Regions from separate parts of the Mus musculus genome. Here all the other regions are linked to region 2. A link is a contact called in public Hi-C data. All regions are on one chromosome and are shown on one strand. Each heading gives the region's core, a stretch centred on a gene start, on an enhancer-like site or on the middle of the called end of the contact. The rest is flanking DNA. Distances are from core to core; before and after follow the strand shown.

What was found. A called contact is a pair of places that touch in the nucleus more often than the background predicts.
Region 1: a contact with region 2 is called in a Hi-C map of the N1E-115 cell line, with 5 times the contacts expected there. The contact joins two enhancer-like sites. A contact is called at or near these places in 1 of 39 promoter capture datasets (the 3T3-L1 cell line), 24 of 484 Hi-C or Micro-C datasets (the 3T3-L1 cell line, the AML12 cell line, the C2C12 cell line and 14 more), 10 of 115 datasets of contacts at active chromatin or transcription factors (the NIH/3T3 cell line, embryonic fibroblasts, embryonic stem cells and 5 more) and 1 of 9 other capture datasets (embryonic stem cells).
Region 3: a contact with region 2 is called in a Hi-C map of the N1E-115 cell line, with 3 times the contacts expected there. The contact joins two enhancer-like sites. A contact is called at or near these places in 1 of 39 promoter capture datasets (hippocampal neurons), 7 of 484 Hi-C or Micro-C datasets (the N1E-115 cell line, cortical neurons, embryonic fibroblasts and 3 more) and 1 of 115 datasets of contacts at active chromatin or transcription factors (bone marrow-derived dendritic cells).
Region 4: a Hi-C map of uterus shows a contact between it and region 2. The contact joins two enhancer-like sites. A contact is called at or near these places in 1 of 15 datasets of contacts at CTCF or cohesin (the NIH/3T3 cell line), 11 of 484 Hi-C or Micro-C datasets (the N1E-115 cell line, cerebral cortex, cortical neurons and 4 more), 2 of 115 datasets of contacts at active chromatin or transcription factors (the NIH/3T3 cell line and embryonic stem cells) and 1 of 9 other capture datasets (embryonic stem cells).

Annotation. Positions count from the first base shown.
Region 1 is chr9:49,922,453-49,925,764 of GRCm38.p6, reverse strand. No RefSeq gene overlaps it. Among named protein-coding and RNA genes, the nearest start is that of Gm25633, 98 kb to the right of the region's middle. Within about 2 kb of position 1,609, at least 73 of the 459 cell types and tissues checked have an H3K27ac peak or open chromatin away from gene starts, as enhancers often do. A contact at or near this core is called in the N1E-115 cell line, embryonic fibroblasts and stem cell-derived neural progenitor cells, where this site is marked.
Region 2 is chr9:50,170,610-50,174,002 of GRCm38.p6, reverse strand. No RefSeq gene overlaps it. Among named protein-coding and RNA genes, the nearest start is that of 2310003N18Rik, 61 kb to the left of the region's middle. Within about 2 kb of position 1,977, at least 35 of the 459 cell types and tissues checked have an H3K27ac peak or open chromatin away from gene starts, as enhancers often do. A contact at or near this core is called in the N1E-115 cell line, cerebral cortex, embryonic fibroblasts and 2 more, where this site is marked.
Region 3 is chr9:50,305,046-50,308,603 of GRCm38.p6, reverse strand. No RefSeq gene overlaps it. Among named protein-coding and RNA genes, the nearest start is that of Gm39336, 4.9 kb to the right of the region's middle. Within about 2 kb of position 2,308, at least 59 of the 459 cell types and tissues checked have an H3K27ac peak or open chromatin away from gene starts, as enhancers often do. A contact at or near this core is called in the N1E-115 cell line, where this site is marked.
Region 4 is chr9:49,974,472-49,977,907 of GRCm38.p6, reverse strand. No RefSeq gene overlaps it. Among named protein-coding and RNA genes, the nearest start is that of Gm25633, 150 kb to the right of the region's middle. Within about 2 kb of position 1,522, at least 99 of the 459 cell types and tissues checked have an H3K27ac peak or open chromatin away from gene starts, as enhancers often do. A contact at or near this core is called in the N1E-115 cell line, cerebral cortex, stem cell-derived neural progenitor cells and 1 more, where this site is marked.

The DNA of each region.
Region 1 (3,312 bases), core at 360-2,859, 250 kb after region 2:
TTTGTAGATACACACGAAAGCTACTCCAGGGATGAGAAAGCTTGTGCTGATGACACTGTGTCCAGTCTTCGTAAGTCAAACGTTCAAAGCACTATCATTAGGCTCCTCAAAAGTCACCTGGCTTCAAGTCCTTTCCTGTAAGCCAGCCCACCCCATTCTGTTTTCTTGTCTCTTGCCATATTTTTTCTGTCTTTGCTAAGATGATCCTCCAATCTAACTAGCCCTTTGAGTAACTTATCTGAGATCTCCCATGGTACATGTAAATCATATGTATAAATAGCCCGTGTTGTTATTTCCTCCTGTTAATGTCCCTTTTGCATGTTTAATTCACAGGCCTGAGGTACTAGGGCCAAGTCTGAGACCCAGGGACACTTCCTACTGTTTTATCACAAAAACAGAAAAGCAACTAATCTGAAGTTGGTACCAGGAATGGGGTGCGGAAATAAAAAGGGCCAAGTCAAAGACATACTTGCATCCTTTCCCCACACCTGAGAGTCAGTGTCCAAGGGTAACATTGGGTGGGTTGTCCCCCGCCACCACCCCACTTCCACCCCCAGGACCCCGGCTATAATAGCTCATGTTCCCTTGCTTGGCTGGAAACTCACCCTGCAGTTTCATTAAAAGGGGCAAGAATTCCACCTCTTCTTTGGAATCCACTTCCAACAGTTGCTATGCTGAGCCTGAATCCTGGGTTAATCCTTTATCTTTATGACCTTAGCAGGAGTTATTTTTACCTCATTAGGCCTCGGTTTCATCCTGTGCTGGCTGGATTAATAATATAACACACCTCAAAAACTGTTGTTCAGGTTAAAGGAGATAGTAGAAAACCTGACACAGAATGTGTGTTATATGAACTCAAGGTTCACACATAGCTACACATAGCTGTATTGGGATCTAATAGCCTGCCTGTTAGAAAATGTCTCTAATGACTTGAATGGGTTTATAGAGGAGAGGCAGCTCCATGGAGTTATCTAACTTTCAAGGTTAGGAAATATAGAGCGATCCTACTTGCCTATGTGAAAGAGTTACAGTGACTCTATTAGCTTTCTTGTCTGAATCACTAGACATATGTCCTAAAGTCCTCTCCTTACTGGGAAGGCCTGTTCTAAAGACTGATTCTCAGATCCTACCTTTAACTTGCTGATTCCAACTTTTGAATTAAATTCTGGGAGACAGTCTTTAAACACTGGGCCCTTTCAAGGTGATCCAGAGGTGACCGAAGTTTTAAATTGACAGGCAAAGAACAAGTTTCCCTGGCCTGAATCTACCCAGTCTGGTGCCTTGAAATGCAGATCTCTGCAGATTCTGTGGGCAAGGGCCACAGACCAGGGCACCATGGTTTACCCTTTGCTCTCCAGCACTTCACCCACTCAGAGCCGCTATTCCATAGATCTTGTTTCCAGCCTGGGTGGCATTTCTATAGCGGCCCCTCATTTCCTGCCAAGAACAGAGCTGGCCTCTCTGATCCTGGCTCTCAGCCCAGCCAGGCTGTAGGTGGATCATTAAAGACCGCTGGACCTCTTCTGGAGGACTCTGGGACTGTGTTGTGGAGGGAGAGGCATGACCGGGGTGGGTGGGACTATTCAAGAATCTGTTGCTATCAAATCTGGGGAGCAGACAGTCCAGGGCCCAGACAGACCTCTGTTACTCATGCAGAGATAATTCAGTTAAGGGGAATGCAGATGGGAGAGATGGAGTGACTCAGAGGCTGAAGGCATTTCAATGAGGCTTGGTGACTGAAAAGCACTTATTAACCCAGGATGCTTAAGCATTAAACAGGGCCAGGGGCTGGGTGGAGACACTGAAGAGTTGCCCACACAGGATTTTGCTGGAAGGTTGGGTGTTATGAAGTAGAATTCCCCACTCTCAGCCCATCTAAGAGCTAATTCACACCTTAAATCCTCAGTGAACTCATGTTTTTCTAGGCTGTTCAGGTCGTTATCATCTGGCCTATACAGCCATCCCGGGAAGAGATAAGCTGAGAAACTATAAAGTGTCAGACAAGAAGAAAAGCTTTTCTGGGATTTAATTTGAGCCATTGATCACCACTTCCCATAGGAACAAGTTATTTCTCTGTGAGCTGTCATCTATGAAAGCAGGTGGCTTGGCTCCTGGAGGCCTCACATGGTAGAGGGCTACAGGGTCCTTGAGGCCAAGTTAGAGGCACAGGGACACTTCCTATCATCTTTTTCCCATGCCTGAGAGTCAATGTCCTTGGGCAGCATTAGAGGCATTGCCCATACCTGACCCCATCCCCAAGTATAATAGCATATGTCCCCTGGCTTGGCTGGAAGCTCCCCCTACAGTTTCCTTTGATCCACCTGCATCTTGGGAAGATGCTCTGGTTTAAAGCAGGCTATTTGGTCCCTGGAATGGAAAGGAAGTGCCACAGTGCTAGAAGGAAGCTCCTTCTATTTGTTTCTGTCTACTTCTTCTCCTGGCATAGAGAGATTTTTCTCCACAGACCATTTGTCTTTTTTATAACCTGCCTATTCAGTGTCAGACGAATGCAAGGCAGCGGAGAAGCTGATGAAGGCCATTGCTTGGACGCTTGAGACCACGCTAGTAGACCATGGCAAAGCAACTGGGACCTACCTCCTCCACAGGTGCCAGAGTCAAGGCAGGGTGGGTGGGATGCACCTCCAAAGGACTGGAAGTGAGCTCTTCTAATGAGCAGGCAGAGGACTGGCCAGCAATGAAGGAGTTAATGGCAGTCAAGCCTTCTTCCTCTGTCCTCCCTTCTCTCACTGAACCCAGATGAATAGCCAGTCAGTAAAATGACCCAGTGGAAGGAGTCCAGAATCAACCACTCTGATCCCAGGGGGCATTTGTACTCTTCACAGCACAAATCAAATCACCCAGAGCGAGGACTGGCAGGCTGCAGAAGGCCCAGAGACAAGACATCCCTCTGGTCTCTTCGGGCACAGCAGGGACTTAACCCAAGCCGGAACCTTAGCCCATGAAACCCATAGGAGACTGACCTGCCTGGTTCCTGTGGGTCTGGAATTTCCATGTGTGATTTCTCCCTGAGACTTAGTTAGCTATCATGGAGAGGCCTTGCCTCTTGTCCTGTCTTCCCCTCACTTTGTACAGCAATGCCACCTCCTTCCTCACAGTGTCCATTGACCTTGACCCATGTGGGTGCTCTGTTGGTGAGAAAGTGGGTAGGGAAATCGGATTTGAAAAGGAGTGGAGAAATCCAAATCCCAGGATCTCATAGAACCTGCGATTACTCCTCTCCACTCAGACAGTCTCTGCTGTGTGCAAAGCTCTCTCTTTCCCTGCCCCCAGCTCCTTCCCTCTAGGAGGGAA
Region 2 (3,393 bases), core at 728-3,227:
CATGTGAGTTGTATATATATGGCATGTGCACATGAATGAGTATGTGAGTTTCTTTTACAGTTGTTTGCCTCATTCTCTTGAGACAGCATCTCCCAGCCTCTCACTGAACCAGAAGCCTGTCATTTTGACATGGCTGATTGACAAGTAAATCCCTGGATTTTCCTGTTTCTTCCTGACCACTCCAATGCTTAGATTACAGGCACATGTAGCTGCCTGGCTATTCTACAGAGGGGCTGGGGACTTAGCTCCTCATGCTAGCACAACAGACACCGCTGCCCAATGAGATACCTTCCCAACTCAGCTTTTTTTTTTTTTTTTTAAGATAATTGTGCAGTGTGTCTCAGAATGGCCTCAAACTCTGATAATCTTGCATCAGTCTCTTGAGTGCTTGGGTTATAAGTGTGTGTAACCGCCATTCCCAACCATATTGTGGTTTTCAAGAAGCACTTCTGCTTGTTTATACTTCCACTACCCTTTAAGAAGAAAATGAGATCAAAGCTACTGTGGATATCTTTTAGCTGTGGAAAGCTAGTGTTATTATATAAAGAACCTGCTAAGGTCACACGGTGACTTAAGGCAAGAAGAGACTCAGTACACTGCCTTTCCCCTAGGTCTATCCATAACTACCAGGATGACCTAACTCACCATGGGTTGATCAAGTTCTCATTCAAGTGAAATACTCTCACTTTCTGTAGGAAGTGCTCCTTGTGAGGTGTAAAAGATCCCTCAGTTCAACCTCTCAGACCTGGAGCTATTCCCAAAACTTGAGCATATACAACTTCATCTAGAAGTGCTCAGAAGGGTAATTAAACAGAGCCTTCATTTTCCAGATGAGAGGACTGAGGCTTGGTGTGTGTGTGTGTGTGTGTGTGTGTGTGTGTGTGTGTGTGTGTGTGTGTGTGTGATTAGCTCTACATCCAGCTTTAGATTGAAACTGCACACTTCTAGTGTTGTCTATTTGGTTTATTTCTTAAACTCTTTCTCTGAATATTTATGTATCTACCTTCTGAAGAGACATTGCAAGTGATCTTGAATTCTGCTACATCTGAAGTTCCAGGGTTCACACCCCAGACACTTTTATCCCATCTATAGAAGACTCTTTGTATCTATCTAGTGCCTGGAGGCTGAAACCTGGGGCTTCTTAAATAGTCCAAAGCACAGTTTGTTTGAAAATGGCTACAAGGGCTCTGATCCCCCATTCCCCCTCCAAATAAGGGCTTCTTCTGGTCTTGCCCAAGGACTGCCATGATCCTGTTTATAGCCTCAGTGGGAAACTGGAATTGGTAAGTAAGATTGTTACCCACAGTAAATGGGTAACAGTGATTTTGGTCAGTTGCCAAATAAACTCCCATTGATGTTTCTTCTTCTTCTTCTTCTTCTCCTTCTTCTTCTTCTTCTTCTTCTTCTTCTTCTTCTTCTTCTTCTTCTTCTTCTTCTTCTTCTTCTTCTTCTTCTTCTTCTTCTTCTTCTTCTTCTTCCTCCTCCTCCTCCTCCTCCTCCTCCTCCTCCTCCTCCTCCTCCTCCTTCTTCATTTAATTGATGTCAAAGCATAGACATTGTGCAGGGGAGTCAGGGGAATATCCAAGAGTGACTGATTCTTAATCCTTACCAGTGGGCCATCCTAAGATTTGCAGGGGCCCAATTAAGTATGGCTTCTCTTTAAAATCAATGCACACATCTCCTCCATTAGGAGTTAGTGTGGCAAAGGCCTCCAAATCCACTAGATGGCAGTAGTCGGTTAATCATGTAGGAAGGGGTTGCCTAGAGAAGCAATTCCCAACAGAGCGGCCACGCTCCAGGATTTATAATCAAGTCCAGAATGTCTAAATATAAAGATACTTTCTCCCTTCCTGCATTCCCCAAAGATTACTTTCACTCTTTTTAATTATTATTTAAAAATAACAGCTACTCTGGGCTAGACTACACAAGACTATGGCTGAAAAGAAACAGGGGCATCCAAGCCTGAAGCAATGGCTGGAGAATTCGGGAGTCAGCATAGGTCCAGCTCGATTCAGCTGCCAACTCCTCCTACAAGCAAAAGGTTTCTTCCGAGCTCTTTCTAGCCACCACTCTGCAAGCTTCCAGGCCTTCAAATCAGAGACCTCATCCAGACCATGAGCCCCAAACCACAATTTACCACATAACTACGCTGAGCTCTGAACCAAACCCTAATATTAATTTATGGGACCACAAAGCCATTACAAAGTTACGTTCTATTTTCCTTATAGAAAGAAAGGGAAGAGGGAGGGGGTGAAGGGCAGGGGGGGGGGGGGATAGGAAACGAAGTCATACATAGGAGAGATTTGAACTGAAATCAAATCTGTGTGTTTCCTAGCTAGCGCTCTGGAGCAGGGGCTTCAGGAAGTTCTCTGAATCTGACCTGAACCAAGTGTATATTGCACAGCCCCACTCCCCTGGCTTGAGCCATGGTTCTCTGAAACAACCTTGTTTTCCCTCTGAAGCTGCTTTCAACGCTATCCTGGCCTCCAATACTGGAGTCTCACAGTAGGGTTGTGTGGAATTGACCCTGGAATAGCCTTTTACAGAGACACCCCAACTCTTTTATGAACACTCCTTATTAGGCCATTTTCTTGTTGGTCTTTGTCTTTTCTTTAGCAGCCAAAGAGTCTGGTGGTTGGATCTGAGATTTATGTGGGACACTTGGCTAAAATATAAACAGTGGTTTAGAGAAGGGGAATCTGCTTCGTGTCAAAAGGAAGACTAGGCTTGGGGCCTCCTGGAAAGCTAGTTGGATGCTTATCCACAGAACAACATTTCTGTCACTAAGGATTCTGGCCCAGGCTAGCTGGCTAGGGCCTGGCTGCAGAGCACAGTCAGGTTCATACCATGTGTTAGACCCACCCTTACCTGGGTTAGCAGGGAGGGAGCCCAGCACTCTGTTCATAATCATTTGTGGCCAACAGTGCTTGGCTTTCTGCAAACCAATCACATTGTGTGTGTATGTGTGCACTTCATTTTACCCATTAATTGAGTAACCCCCTGAGGGCCATGAGCAATACAACCAGGTTTTATAAGGTTTGGAGTTCGTACAACTCTGAGGGAAGTGGGACTATAAGAAAATGAAGTCAAGATTCCAAGGATAGTATTAGACAACAATGAAAATATTGATTTAGAATGACACAGACTGAATCGCACTCTTACAGAATGGCTTCTCCAGCCAGGGAAACTGGATCTCTTCTGAATGGAGGTCTTGGGAGGCATACTCTGAGAGTTTCTAGATAAACCGTTCTTCACAGTGCCCTGGTGACGCTGAAGAGGCTCACATCCCTTGTCCAGGGTCAGACTTAATATGGGATCCAATTCAATTGCGAAATCAAAACTTTTGACTCTCATGGTCAAAATTTGCCCTCCCAGCACACAGCACAGAGACTG
Region 3 (3,558 bases), core at 1,059-3,558, 130 kb before region 2:
GAGTCCTAGACAGATGAAGGTCAGCAGGTATGAAAACATGCTCAAGAACTATCTACAAAGGAGAACTTGCCACGTGATTTACAAATTCAACTAAATCAAACTGTGAACCCCCTGAAAGCATAGGACAAACCCAGCAGTGAACACTGGAAATCCTGGAGGGATTCAAGGTAGAGAGATGACCACAGCCTAGAGTAGTCAGGGGATGTCTTAGTCAGGGTTTCTATTCCTGCACAAAACATCATGAACAAGAAGCAAGTTGGGGAGGAAAGGGTTTATTCAGCTTACTCTTCCACATTGCTGTTCATCACCAAATGAAGTCAGGACAGGAACTCGCACAGGGCAGGAACCTGGAGGCAGGAGCTGATACAGAGGCTACAGAGGGGTGCTGCTTACTGGCTAGCTTCCTCTGGCTTACTCAGCTTTCTTTCTTTTTTTTTTTTTTTCCATTTTTTATTAGGTATTTAACTCATTTACATTTCCAATGCTATACCAAAAGTCCCCCATATTCACCCACCCCCACTCCCCTGCCCACCCACTCCCCCTTTTTGGCCCTGGTGTTCCCCTGTACTGGGGCATATAAAGTTTGCAAGTCCAATGGGCCTCTCTTTCCAGTGATGGCCGACTAGGCCATCTTTTGATACATATGCAGCTAGAGTCAAGAGCTCCGGGGTACTGGTTAGTTCATAATGTTGTTCCACCTATAGGGTTGCAGATCCCTTTAGCTCCTTGGGTACTTTCTCTAGCTCCTCCATTGGGAGCCCTATGATCCATCCATTAGCTGACTGTGAGCATCCACTTCTGTGTTTGCTAGGCCCCGGCATAGTCTCACAAGAGACAGCTACATCTGGGTCCTTTCAATAAAATCTTGCTAGTGTATGCAATGGTGTCAGCGTTTGGATGCTGATTATGGGGTGGATCCCTGGATATGGCAGTCTCTACATGGTCCATCCTTTCATCTCAGCTCCAAACTTTGTCTCTGTAACTCCTTCCATGGGTGTTTTGTTCCCAAATCTAAGGAGGGGCATAGTGTCCACACTTCAACTACCAGTCCAGGGATGGCACCACCCATAATGGGCCCTTCCACCCTTGATCACTAATTGAGAAAATACCTTACAGCTGGGTCCCATGGAGGCATTCCCTGAAGGGAGCCTCCTTTCTCTGTGATAACTCCAGCTTGTGTGAAGTGGATAGCCAAAATTAGCTAGGTCAGGGAGTTTTCAGGCAAGGGTAGACCTATGCATGGCTTTGAAGATCATGCAGACATGAGACTGGTGGGAAGGTAGAGGAAGTAAGTGTTGGTCAAGGCAGGGTGAAGAAGACACAGATGTGTGTAAGTCTGGTAGGGTGCATGCATGTGTTCAGGGCTGGAACTCAGTCCTACATAGCTCTGATTTCTGGAAGGAACAATACTAGCTTTTTTTTTTTTTTTTTTTTTTTTTTTTTTTTTTTTGTAGTGAGGGGAACCTTTACTGAATCTTTATTGTAGGGCAGACATTATGCTGCATTTCTACATGAATTGCTTTAATCCTCAAAACTGCCCCTAAGTAGGCAACTCAGTCTGAAGTCAGATTTGGGGTACGTTGACTGGCCAACCGAGGACTTAGGCCCTTTCCTTTGATACGCTGGCAATGAAATAGACATGCTCTAGCTTTTGATAATTTTTATGTTGTTACTTCTATAGGGCCAGGCACTCATAATTTTATTGGCTGCTAAGAACATTATCTTGAACAGATTATGCATTATATGTGGTATACCTATGTCATGCTGCCATGGAATAACTTAATTCTCACAAAAACTATGAAAGGTGTGATAAGACATTGAGGCACAGAGAAGTGACATGATGTGTACCAAGTGATGGAGAAAGAGAGGGACGGAGGGGCTGTGTGTTGGGCCTCAGCAGTACTAGCATTTGATTACCATGTCACTGAGATGCTCAAAATCCATTTAGGAGACCACAGTGATAATTAAGTGATGGTGATGCTTTTATGACAGGGTCAATTGGAAGTCAACTGTTTTAGGGAGGATGATAGATGTGCTTCGCCAGGTCTTCTACAGCCTCCTCCAGAGAAAAGGCATCTTCTTTGGGCCCGGGGTATCAGGGGAATGCAGCCCTTCACGTCGCTGGGTGGCCTGTGTGTGTATGCTTTCTCTTCTCCCCCCACGGTGTATTTACACTCAAGACTGCCATAAACATCCATTTGCTTTAACACATGTGAAAATACCTTAGCAACTTCCCGCAGCTCTGGCCTGTTGCTAAGCAGTGACCCTTCTGCTACCATGGCAACATCACCAGACTCTGGAGGGCTGCTGGTACCAACCTCCTGACTAGACTCGGGCCTCAGGAGCACATTTGCTCACAGGGGCAGCCATTCTGTCTTGTTGTTTGGCTTTATCAGAAAAGCCTGTGTTCTCCTGCGGGAAGCTTCCTAGAGAAAACAGCCATTCAGTGCTTGGCAGATGAGGTCTGCGGTGGCTCCGCCTCCACTGCTGTGCCCACTTCACTCTGTGGAGTGGGTGGAGTTCAGGGTGGATGCACCAGAAGCCGCAGTGAGCTTTTTCCTCTGGATCAATGGAATGAATTAAGGACAGTGATGCCTCTTGAAATCACGGCAGCAGGAAGCTACTACCACCCTGAGGGAGAGTTTTACAGAAATGATTTTCCAATTATAAACCTGGAATCATGGAGCAGGGGTCACTTAGACAGGGAAGCACACTGTGCAACAGTGGTTTAGTCAACAACCGGCCACTTTTATGATGACTATACCATTTAGCCTAGCTGTGTCCTGAGCTATACCATCCGCATTTGCATGAGTGCATCCTATGATGTTTGCTCACCAAAATGATGCACTTCTCAGACATATCTTTGTCTTTAGGTGACACATGATTGCATTGTAAGAGATGCCACTCCGGGGAGAGAGGAGTGTGTGATAGTATTACTTGCTGACACAAATGACAGCAACTAGAATCACCTAAAAGACAGATTACTTAGCAAGCCTACTTCCTTAATGCAGGTCACACTGTTTACTCGGGCTGGGGTCCAGAGTGAAGAGGAAAAAAGCAAGAAGAACATCAGCATCCGTATCTCAGCTTCCTGACTGCTGACAATGCCCAGTTGCCTCCTCTTCCTGCTGCCAAGATATTCTTATTATATACATTATATATTATACATATAATATATTACATATATATATATATATATATATATATATATATATATATATATATATATCTTATGTGCCATGATATTCTTATTCCCTGACCACCAGGAGGCAGGATAAATCCCCTTTCTCTTACATTACTTCTTTTGGGCGTTTAGTCACAACAACAACAACAAAAAAAGAAACTAACACAGCATTAAAGAAACAGCTGGAACTCATCCTGGTGTTTCCCAGTGACCAAATGGAATTTGAGCCACCCACAAGGAAACTCAGACATTGTAGCTTTCGAGGGCCTTGGCCTCTTCAGTGAAAGAGGCAAGCAAGGAGAACTAACTTAGAACTTAAATGATTATGATGGGTATATTAGCTGGTTTTGTATGTCAACCTGACATAAGCTAGA
Region 4 (3,436 bases), core at 273-2,772, 200 kb after region 2:
AACAGTATACTTTCCATTCTCACTGGTGTGTCTTAAGCACTTGATCATAGCGTGGACACGATTGGTACTCAATATTGATTCATTGGGTGGAAGATGGGGGAAATGAATGAATGGATGCCATATCTTCAAGGAGTTGAAAAATACTGAGAAAGGTGATATGGAAAACATCACAGAAATAACTAATAACTATCTGGGAGGATAGAAGAGAGAAAATTAAGGGATGAGTCTATCCACAAGGATTCCTGGAATAATAAAGTATTCTAGCATATTCTAGTAGACATAGCATAGGAGAGTGGGGCAACATCCTTCAGGCACAGAAGACCATCATCTTCCTGTACTCTTATCGGTGAGAGAAACTTTCCCAGATACAAGTAGGAATTATATCCTCTATAATAAAATTGTTGAGCACTTAAAGTTTACTGTTAAAAGGCAGGGTCTTTTTAAGAGCAATTAATACTAAGTGTGTTTTAGGGTGTGTGGGGGTCAAATTCTAAGTCAAGCATTGTGCAGAATTGTTCATGGAGCACCTCACTTAACCCTCACAACAGAAGCACTAAGGGATGGCAATATTGCTGTTTGCAATAAGGAAGCTGGACTTCTGGTTCAGTAATTCCCCCAAGACCATTCAGTGGTAAGACTTGAATACAGATGTGGTATGTCAAGCTTGAGGTGGGGGGAGGAAAGGAGGGAGAGAGAGCATCAGAGAGAAAGAGTCAGAGAGAGAAGAAAAGAGAGAGTCAGAGAGAGAGAGAGAGACTGCTCATTGGATCTGCACAGAACCTGACTGGGTCTTCTTATGACTTAGGACCTTAGGACTTTGGAAGAACACTTTCCACCGTGTTTGAGACATGAGCTGGCACTGGTCTGGAACTTGTCAATGCAGCTAGTGTGGTTGACCAGCCTTTTTCTGTCATCCCATCCCTAAGTTTACAAGTGCACAACATGGGGATGGAACTCAGGTTTTTCATGCTTGCATGGGCAAGCGCTTTACCAACTGAGCTATCCCACTGGTCCATATCTTGCTGCCAATGATCATCATCACATTAGGGCACCCAGGACATTTTCCGCCATCTTTCATTTACCTATTCACTTAGGCTGTATGCATCATCCCCTACTGCAAGGTCTGGGGGAACCTCTGAGTAGGTTTCATGCTTTTACAGAAGGATCCAACCTTTTGCAGGATCTTTGGAGCTGTGGGAGATCCCTTGAGATAGGGAATTTTTTTCCTGGAGTCTTATGTTCTAGACGATCGGCTGCAGGCCTGCCCTGACTAGGTCTTCTCCAGCTGGCACAAGGCCAGGATGTTGGGGTCAATTTCCCTGTCTGGCTATTCCTGGAAGCCTTCTGAGTTTCGGTTGCAGACAGATAAGCTAAGCACGTCTCTTTCCCGGGCTTTCCACATGACTGTACCTCCATACAACTCCTTCATTTCTCTGCTCGCTTTGATCAGAGCTCTCTGGGGTACAGTAGAGGAAGGGGAGGAGAAGAGCCTGAATTCCAGGCCTGAGGCTCCCTGGAAGGTGGCCAGTTCAGTCTGCTGAATGCGAAGGAGCAGCAGGCACACTCAGCCTCGGAGCTCCCGGGAGGGAGGCTGTGGCTGGTGCCAAATGCAACTCAGTATATGCTGTCCCTGCAGCTCAGGGTACATCCTTGCCCTGGATCTGTGGAGTACAACTCTGGATCTAACACCATTAAATTGGTGCCTGTTGGGACAGGTCAGTAAGTGCCAAGCTGCAGGGAGAGTACACAGAAGGTTCTGCTCCGCCCATCTACATACCTCAACTGGACTCATTTTTGGAAGCCAGCTGGCAGGCATCCCTTGCCCTTCTAGAGCTTTCTAAAGCAGCTAAGGGAAAGAATGACTAGAAGATGGTTCCCTTAGGATGCAGAAAGCCTCCTTCAGCAGTTGGATTATACACAGAGGAGGTGGGAAATGAGGAGGGAGGTGACTTGAGATTCCGAAGGATAACTTTTCATTCCTTCCCCCGTTTCTGAATGGAGCCTGTGTCCATCTTCCTACTGAGGCTGCCGTCCTTCCAGCATGGGCTCTGTGTTTGTATGCATGTGGGTGTACATGTATGTGTCAGGGTGCACAAATGTGGGCGTGGCCAGAGGACAACCTCAGTTGTTATTTCTCAGACACCACCTATTTTATATTTTTTATATTTTATTTTATTTTATTTTATTTTATTTTATTTTATTGAAACAGGGTCTCTTACTGCACTGGAACATGACTAGTAAACTGGGATGTGTAGCCAGAAAGTTGTTGCAGTTTGGTCTGTCGCTATGTATTGTAATGCTAAATTCTATACCCAAAGGCCTAGGCTTACCAGTGACTTCTCACGGTTAGCAGCTTTTTGTTGTGCAAACTTTGTTTCTCGATTTAAAACTATTGGTTAAATCTAATTGGCTACAGCCAATTACTGGAGGTATTAGAGATAGGTGGTGGGTTTGGAATGACCTGGTTGGAGGAGAGACCAAGAAGGATGGAGGAAGGAGGAGGAGGAGAGAGGAAGCTGCCATGAGGGAAGATGGCCAATGAGCACATGGCCAGGAGAAACAGCAAGTGTCTAGGGGTACACTACTGGGGAGCTAGCCAGGTCATCAGTTAGAAGGTAGACTAGGGGTTACCCCCCCTCCCTGGCCCCAGTAATTGTCAAAGCCAAATAAAATAACAATAGTTTGAGTCTCATTTCTTTGCAAGCTAGTTAGGGATAAACTTAAATTGCTTGTACTGCACACAAAGGCCTGGGATTCACTCATCTCTGCCTCTCCTGGGCTGGGAGTGCACATGTGTACAATGGCTATTTGCTGTTGTTTAATCTGTCTCTATCGGGTGTTCTATGGATGACAATCAGGACCTCCTGCATATAAGGCAAGTGCTTTAGCAGCTGAGCTCTCTTCTCCAGCCTCACCTGACTCTGCTTCTCCTTCCCAATCCTTCGGCAACCCATAGTGTTTGTTCCAGTGAAAGGCTGCTACGCCTGGAAAGTTGTGCATTGGAGCCCTGGAGCATACAGTCCTAGCACTTAGTGTCCTTGGCTAAAAACCCCTATCTGATCGGCCGTAGCTTCTTCTCAGCGTTTAAGCAAGGGCTCTAAAATCATGGAGGAATGTCCTGGGCCTCCTCACAGCAGGCTGTAGAGGAAGCAGGTACCTCCTGAAGGTGGCACCTCTAGCATGACCCCACGGCAGATGAGGGTCTGACTCCTCTCTAGTAGTCATTGCTCATAGTCTTGACTGACTCTCCAGGGAAAAGGTAAAGCCTTGCCATCTTCATGATCCCAGGCTACCTCCAGCCAGCTCCAGGACAAAGACCCAAAGACAATTCTCTACTTCTCCCTGCCACCTAATAAGTGCATGCGAGCACATTCCAGGTAATGACTTCCTTGGAGCCTGCGGCCAACCCTTGTCTCATCTGAACAAATTTAGGATT